2 separate regions of the Mus musculus genome follow, and region 1 is linked to region 2. A link is a contact called in public promoter capture Hi-C data. All regions are on one chromosome and are shown on one strand. Each heading gives the region's core, a stretch centred on a gene start, on an enhancer-like site or on the middle of the called end of the contact. The rest is flanking DNA. Distances are from core to core; before and after follow the strand shown.

Region 1 (2,700 bases), core at 34-2,533, 1.2 Mb after region 2:
AGCCTTGTCTCCTGGATTTTGAAACAGCAATGTGGCTAGTCAAATCCACAGCCTAGTCTGCATAAAGTTCAGGAAAACAATGGATCCAAGATTAACTTTCTGATTTGGCATGCGCTTTCCTGTTTGTGTCTTCTGTTTAACAATAATTTAAAACTGCTTAAGGCAATCCAAGAAACCCGCTGGAAAAAATCGGTTCAACAATGAAATGAGGAGTAACCTCTACATATCTCAATTTACTTTCATTTAGTGTGTTTTACTTATTTCCCACTTTTATCATATTGAAATCTTAAAATTCTTTAAAATATTGTAGTCCCCGTTGCGATATTCCAGGGCTTTATTTAAAAGTCTCTTCCTAACTCCTTTTCTTTGGTTAGAGTTTCTCCAGCGAGGTTCACTTTTAACACCTCACTGTTCCCTGTTCAGAGGTCACGGTTTCAGAGGTCATGGTTAGTCCCTGACTGCTCTCACTGATCACCCTTCAGCATTGCACATCCAAACATGCTGCGTCATACAGCACCCCCAAGGCAATAGTTGTGCATAAAACATTCTCTGGACTACGAAGTGAAAGGATAAGCCCCTTTCTCTTTAGCTTTCCCAATATCAATACTACCTGTTAATCATTTATTGGCAGGTTCTGTGGAAGGTGAGAATGAGAAGGTAGTATAAACCGTCGCCCCTATTTTCCAAGGCTATTCGGAGAGGTCGGTAAGAAGAGACTTGGATTTTAAAGGAACTATATTTTAACCAAACCAACATCCATTTTTACTAATTACTGACTTCATGCCCAAGGGCTGCCCAGCATGGCTTCAGCAGGCTACAATAAGCCCTCATAGTGGACCTGCCAATTAGCCCACCCACCATTGTTTAAAATATTCCCCTCGCTGGGGCTGCCCAGACCGATTTAACCCATTACGTGCATCCCACGCAAGCACGGTCTCTCCCAATGGCCACATGCCTTGAAGAGTTATTTTTCTCCTATTGTAAGATTTCTCCTTTCAAGGAGGGACACCTCCGACGTAGTTTGTTTTACCCCATCCAAAACTTGGCTGGCAATTTTAGCAGCCACCTGCCTGCAGGCAGCCGCAGGTCTGAGTCCCGCGCCTGGGGGCACGGCAAGCCGGGAGGGACGCCCTGGACGACTCGTCCTCGAACATACCCGGGCCAACTAGCGCTACTAACCCAAGGGATTATGAAGGAAAGAAACCAGGATTGCGACGGAAGACTCCTCGGCAAACTTAGTTGTCAGTTTTCCCGGCGTTGGAGTCAGCCTTCCGGACTTCCGGCAGAGGGCCACTGCCCTCGCATACCTTTATGGGAGATGTAGTTTACAGGCCATCGCCAGGTCCAGGAGGCAGGTTAAAGTGCAGGTCGGGTAGGGGTGGGGACTGGACTTCCGGACTTCAGGTGCTGGGAAAGATCACTAATCCTTCCCCAAAATGGAAGTGTGTGGAACTAAATGCTGCCATTATGATAACGAGGTCTGTGATTTTTTTTTTTTTTTTTTTTTTTTTTTTACTATTTCTCATCCAGCTCCCCAACTTTCCTTCAGACAAAGTTCATAGTTCAAATACATAGTTCAGTGACATTGAGTTTTCTATAGTGTCATGAAAATGTTAACGTCTGATCACACATTAAATTAGGATCAGCCTCTACATACGATTTGATTGGTCTTTTTTATATTGAAGTTTTAAAGTAATTTAAAATATTAAAACAAAACTGTGATCTTTCAGGACTTTTTCTTCCAACCTGCCTTTTCTTAAATGACTTAGCTGCACAGTTTCTCCAGTGAAATTTACTTAGATTCACAAGTCACTTAGATATGTGGCCTTAAGCAGGTCTCTCATCTCTGAAAAAAGCCCCACTTCACATTTTATAAAATGCCACTATAGAGTCTGCCTACCCTATTAAGTAATCCATATAAAGGTATGTTTGGAGATTCCATAATCCCTCCTCCACTGTAGGGTTACAGAAGATGCGTGAAAAACTCTTGGGACTAGAGTTGATACCTACAACACAATATTCTTGCTTTTATCAATTTAGTTTCCTACGATTTCATTCTCCAAAGTCTACAGAAATTATGTGACTCTTGGAATAACTTGGTCTTTAGTGGTCTTCTAATCCCCAAACCAGGGAATGGTACTTGTCTGTCAGCAACAACTTCAGGAGTGTTTTAAGACTGGCCATTGCATTCTGTACCTTCCAGGTCCTTTCTCATACTGAGGTTGCATATATATGTTGACAGTGTAATGCTTGAACTGGGAATTGAACCCAGAGCCTCTTGAGTGCATGATAAATGTTGTATTATAGTCAACCTACTAGCCAATTATACTTCCATGACTGCTTCTCAAAGTTTGTGCTATGTTCCTTCCTGTGGGCAGTTGTGTTGATTGGAAAAGAAAGATTGGCCTTCACAGGGTCAATGCATTGGAGTACCTGATCCTCAGTTGGTAGAATTCCTTAGGAAGGATTAGGAGCAGTGGCTTTGTTGGACTAGGTGTGTTAATTGGGAGTGGGACTTGAAGTTCCAAAAGCCCATGCCGTTCCCCATTAGTGTCCTTTGTCCGGACACCTGCCTCCTACTTGCAGATAAGTCTGTGAGCCCTCAGCTATGGCTTCATCACCATACCTGTCTGTCTGCCTGTCACCACACTCTACCATGATGCTCATGGGTCTCTCTGCTGAAGCTGTAAGCTTCCCCCA
Region 2 (2,700 bases), core at 133-2,632:
TCTCTTGCCCTGATGGTTCATATTAAGTGACTCTGCTTGAATAGACAGATTTGTTAAATCTCACCTTGTTAAAACATTTTACTTAGTTAAAATGCATTTTGGAGATATTTTGAAGCTGTGGTGCAATTGAGTAACACTGACTTTTATCCTTTTTTTTTTCTCGATACAGGGTCTCTCTGTATAGACCTGGCTATCCTGGAACTCACTTTGTAGACCAGGCTAGCCTCAAACTCAGAAATCTGCCTGCCTCTGTCTCCCAAGTGCTGGGAACTGACATTTATTCTTAACTAATATTTTTTTCTTCAAAAAGCAAAACAAAACAAAACAAAACAAAAAAAAAAACAAAAACAAAAAACCCAAACAAACAAGGATGCTTCCTTCCTTCACACACTCCTCTAGTCATCGCTTCAGCATTGTTCCAAAAACCTGATTGATGTAAATGCCCCTAATTTGGGAGAAAGAAAAAGAGAAAGGATAGGTAGTTAGGGATGCTGGGAAGCTAGGATGCACAGATAGAAAGGAAAGAATACACAAGATACAACTCACAGACCACATGAAGCTCATGAAGAAGGAAGACCAGTGTGGAAGCTTCAGTCTTTCTTAGATGGGGGAACAAAATACTCACGGGAGGAGATACAGAGACAAAGTGTGGAGCAGAGACTGAAGGAACGGCCATCCAGAGATTGTCCCACCTTGGGATCCATCCCATATGCAGATACCAAACAGAGACACTATTGCAGATGCCAACAAGTGCTAGACGACAGGAGCCTGATACTTCTGTCACCAGAGAGGCTCTGCCAGAGCCTGACAAATACAGAGGTGGATGCTTGCAGCCAACCACTGGACTGAGCACAGAGTCCTCCAGAATTCTCAGGGACTAAACCACCAACCAAAGAGTACACATGGAGCGACCTGTGACTCCAGCCGCACATGTAGCACAGGATCAATGTGCTTGTCGGGCATCAATGGGAGGAGAGTCTCTTGGTCCTCTGAAGGGTCAATGCCCCAGTATAGGGAAATGCCAGGGCAGGGGGAGTGGGGATGGGATAGGGTGTTTCCGGAGAGGAAGCTGGGGAAAAGGGATAGCATTTGAAATGTAAATAATTAAAATATCCAATAAAATATAAAATAAAAGGTTTAAAAAAAGGAGAGAGAGAGGGAGGGAGAGAGAGAGAGAGAGAGAGAGAGAGAGAGAAAGAGAGAGAGAGAGAGAGAAAATTCTTTTGCTCCTTGCTTCCCCAGCAAGTCATCAGAGCACCTGGAAGCAGAGCTGTCTGCCAGGGACTTGCCAAGGACCCGCCCAGGCCAGCGCAGGGCGGGCTCGACTGGGGGCGGGGCCGTACAGAAGGTTCCTGAAATGAGCTGTCCGCCTCTCTGGTGCTGAACACAGCTCTAGAGTACAAATGAAGTGCTTTTGTCTGTTGGTGGAACTGGGTGCCAAGAACTGCGCTCGACTTTAGATCTTACCCTTAAAGGAAGGGAATCCGGAGGAAGACGAGGCAGGCAAGAAAGGCAAGCACAGAAAGTGACAGTTGCAGAAACTATAAACGTCGATTGGAGCTCGCATCTCCGAGGAAGCACTGAAGCAGAACGGAGTGAAGGAGAAGCGGGGGTGGGAGGGGTTTCAGGCTGTGCGGAGGAAGAAATAAAAAGAGAAATAAAAAAGGGAAAAAAAAAAAAAGGTCAAGGCTGGTGCCCGTGAATTTGGGATTCCATTGGAAGCGATCGCTCACTGAGGGAAATGGATTCTGTACCAAGACTGAATAGCGTTTTTACTTTGGTGCTCTCTGGCTTGTGGCATTTTGGATTAACAGCGACAAATTGTGAGTACTTGGAACTGGGGGCGGGAAGGTAAGGTGGGATAGGACTCTCCTGAGTAAAAGTATCTAATGTCCAACAGTATATGCTCTGCGTGAAAGGAAAGAGCAGGGTGAAACCTAGCCAGTCTAGTTTGACCATTCTAACAATCCCAAAAGTTAGCAGAGCTTTAATGAGCTTGCTTTGCTGGACTGCCTGCCTTTCATTGGAATCATAAAGTTCCCTTAGCCTGATTCTAGCTTTACTGCGCAGATCTAGAGCAAGCCTCAAAGGGCAGAGACTGTTCCTGTGTCTCCAAGATAGGTGATAATGGGACTGCAGCTCCAAATGATTTGAAATGTTCCCGAATCACCTCTACCCCCTACTGCCACCCTAAGCACACAGCTCTTTCCACTGCCTTATACATAAGGTTTCAGCTGGGAGTAGTTTGTAACTTCCTTGTAAGGGGATTGGGAGTTTGGGCCTAAGAATTGCAGCCCAAATGTAGTTATACCAGGAGATCAATGGCTGTCCTATTACAGGAGGGGGACTTTTAGTACACAATTCACCCTCAAAATTCTGGTGCCAGTGAAGGAATGAGTATGAACTGTAATACCCACATTTTGAATCCTGCAAGCACAGAGCATTTAATTCAATAGGAAAGAATTCTTGACTTCTAAAAATTCTTGCCTGCACTATATATTTATAAGACCCAGTTTGTCAAACTTGAATAAATCACTAAAGCTGTGAGAGAATCAAGCTCAATTGCCCAGTTGCTTCTCTGGGCAGTGTGAGGGAAGTTTTTCCTTCTCTGGGAACTCCCAAATGAGAAAGGATGCAATTAAGCCATCTGTGTTCTTTGCCAGGGTGGCTTATCACAGTCCCTCAAGTTTCTGTGTTTGA

The links. Promoter capture Hi-C pulls out the DNA fragments that hold promoters and counts their contacts.
Region 1: a contact with region 2 is called in a promoter capture Hi-C map of stem cell-derived epiblast-like cells, with 7 times the contacts expected there. The contact joins the promoter of Nudt12 here to the promoter of Cntnap5c in region 2. A contact is called at or near these places in 3 of 39 promoter capture datasets (embryonic stem cells, hippocampal neurons and stem cell-derived epiblast-like cells) and 1 of 9 other capture datasets (embryonic stem cells).

The regions. Positions count from the first base shown.
Region 1 is chr17:59,012,039-59,014,738 of GRCm38.p6, forward strand. Nudt12 (nudix (nucleoside diphosphate linked moiety X)-type motif 12) reads right to left here and starts at 1,284. Exons shown (of 7, transcript NM_026497.3): 1 at 1,180-1,284. The region is part of intron 1 of Nudt12os (nudix (nucleoside diphosphate linked moiety X)-type motif 12, opposite strand); the gene reads left to right.
Region 2 is chr17:57,767,829-57,770,528 of GRCm38.p6, forward strand. It overlaps Cntnap5c (contactin associated protein-like 5C), which reads left to right and starts at 1,383. Exons shown (of 24, transcript NM_001081653.2): 1 at 1,383-1,823. The coding sequence starts at 1,742.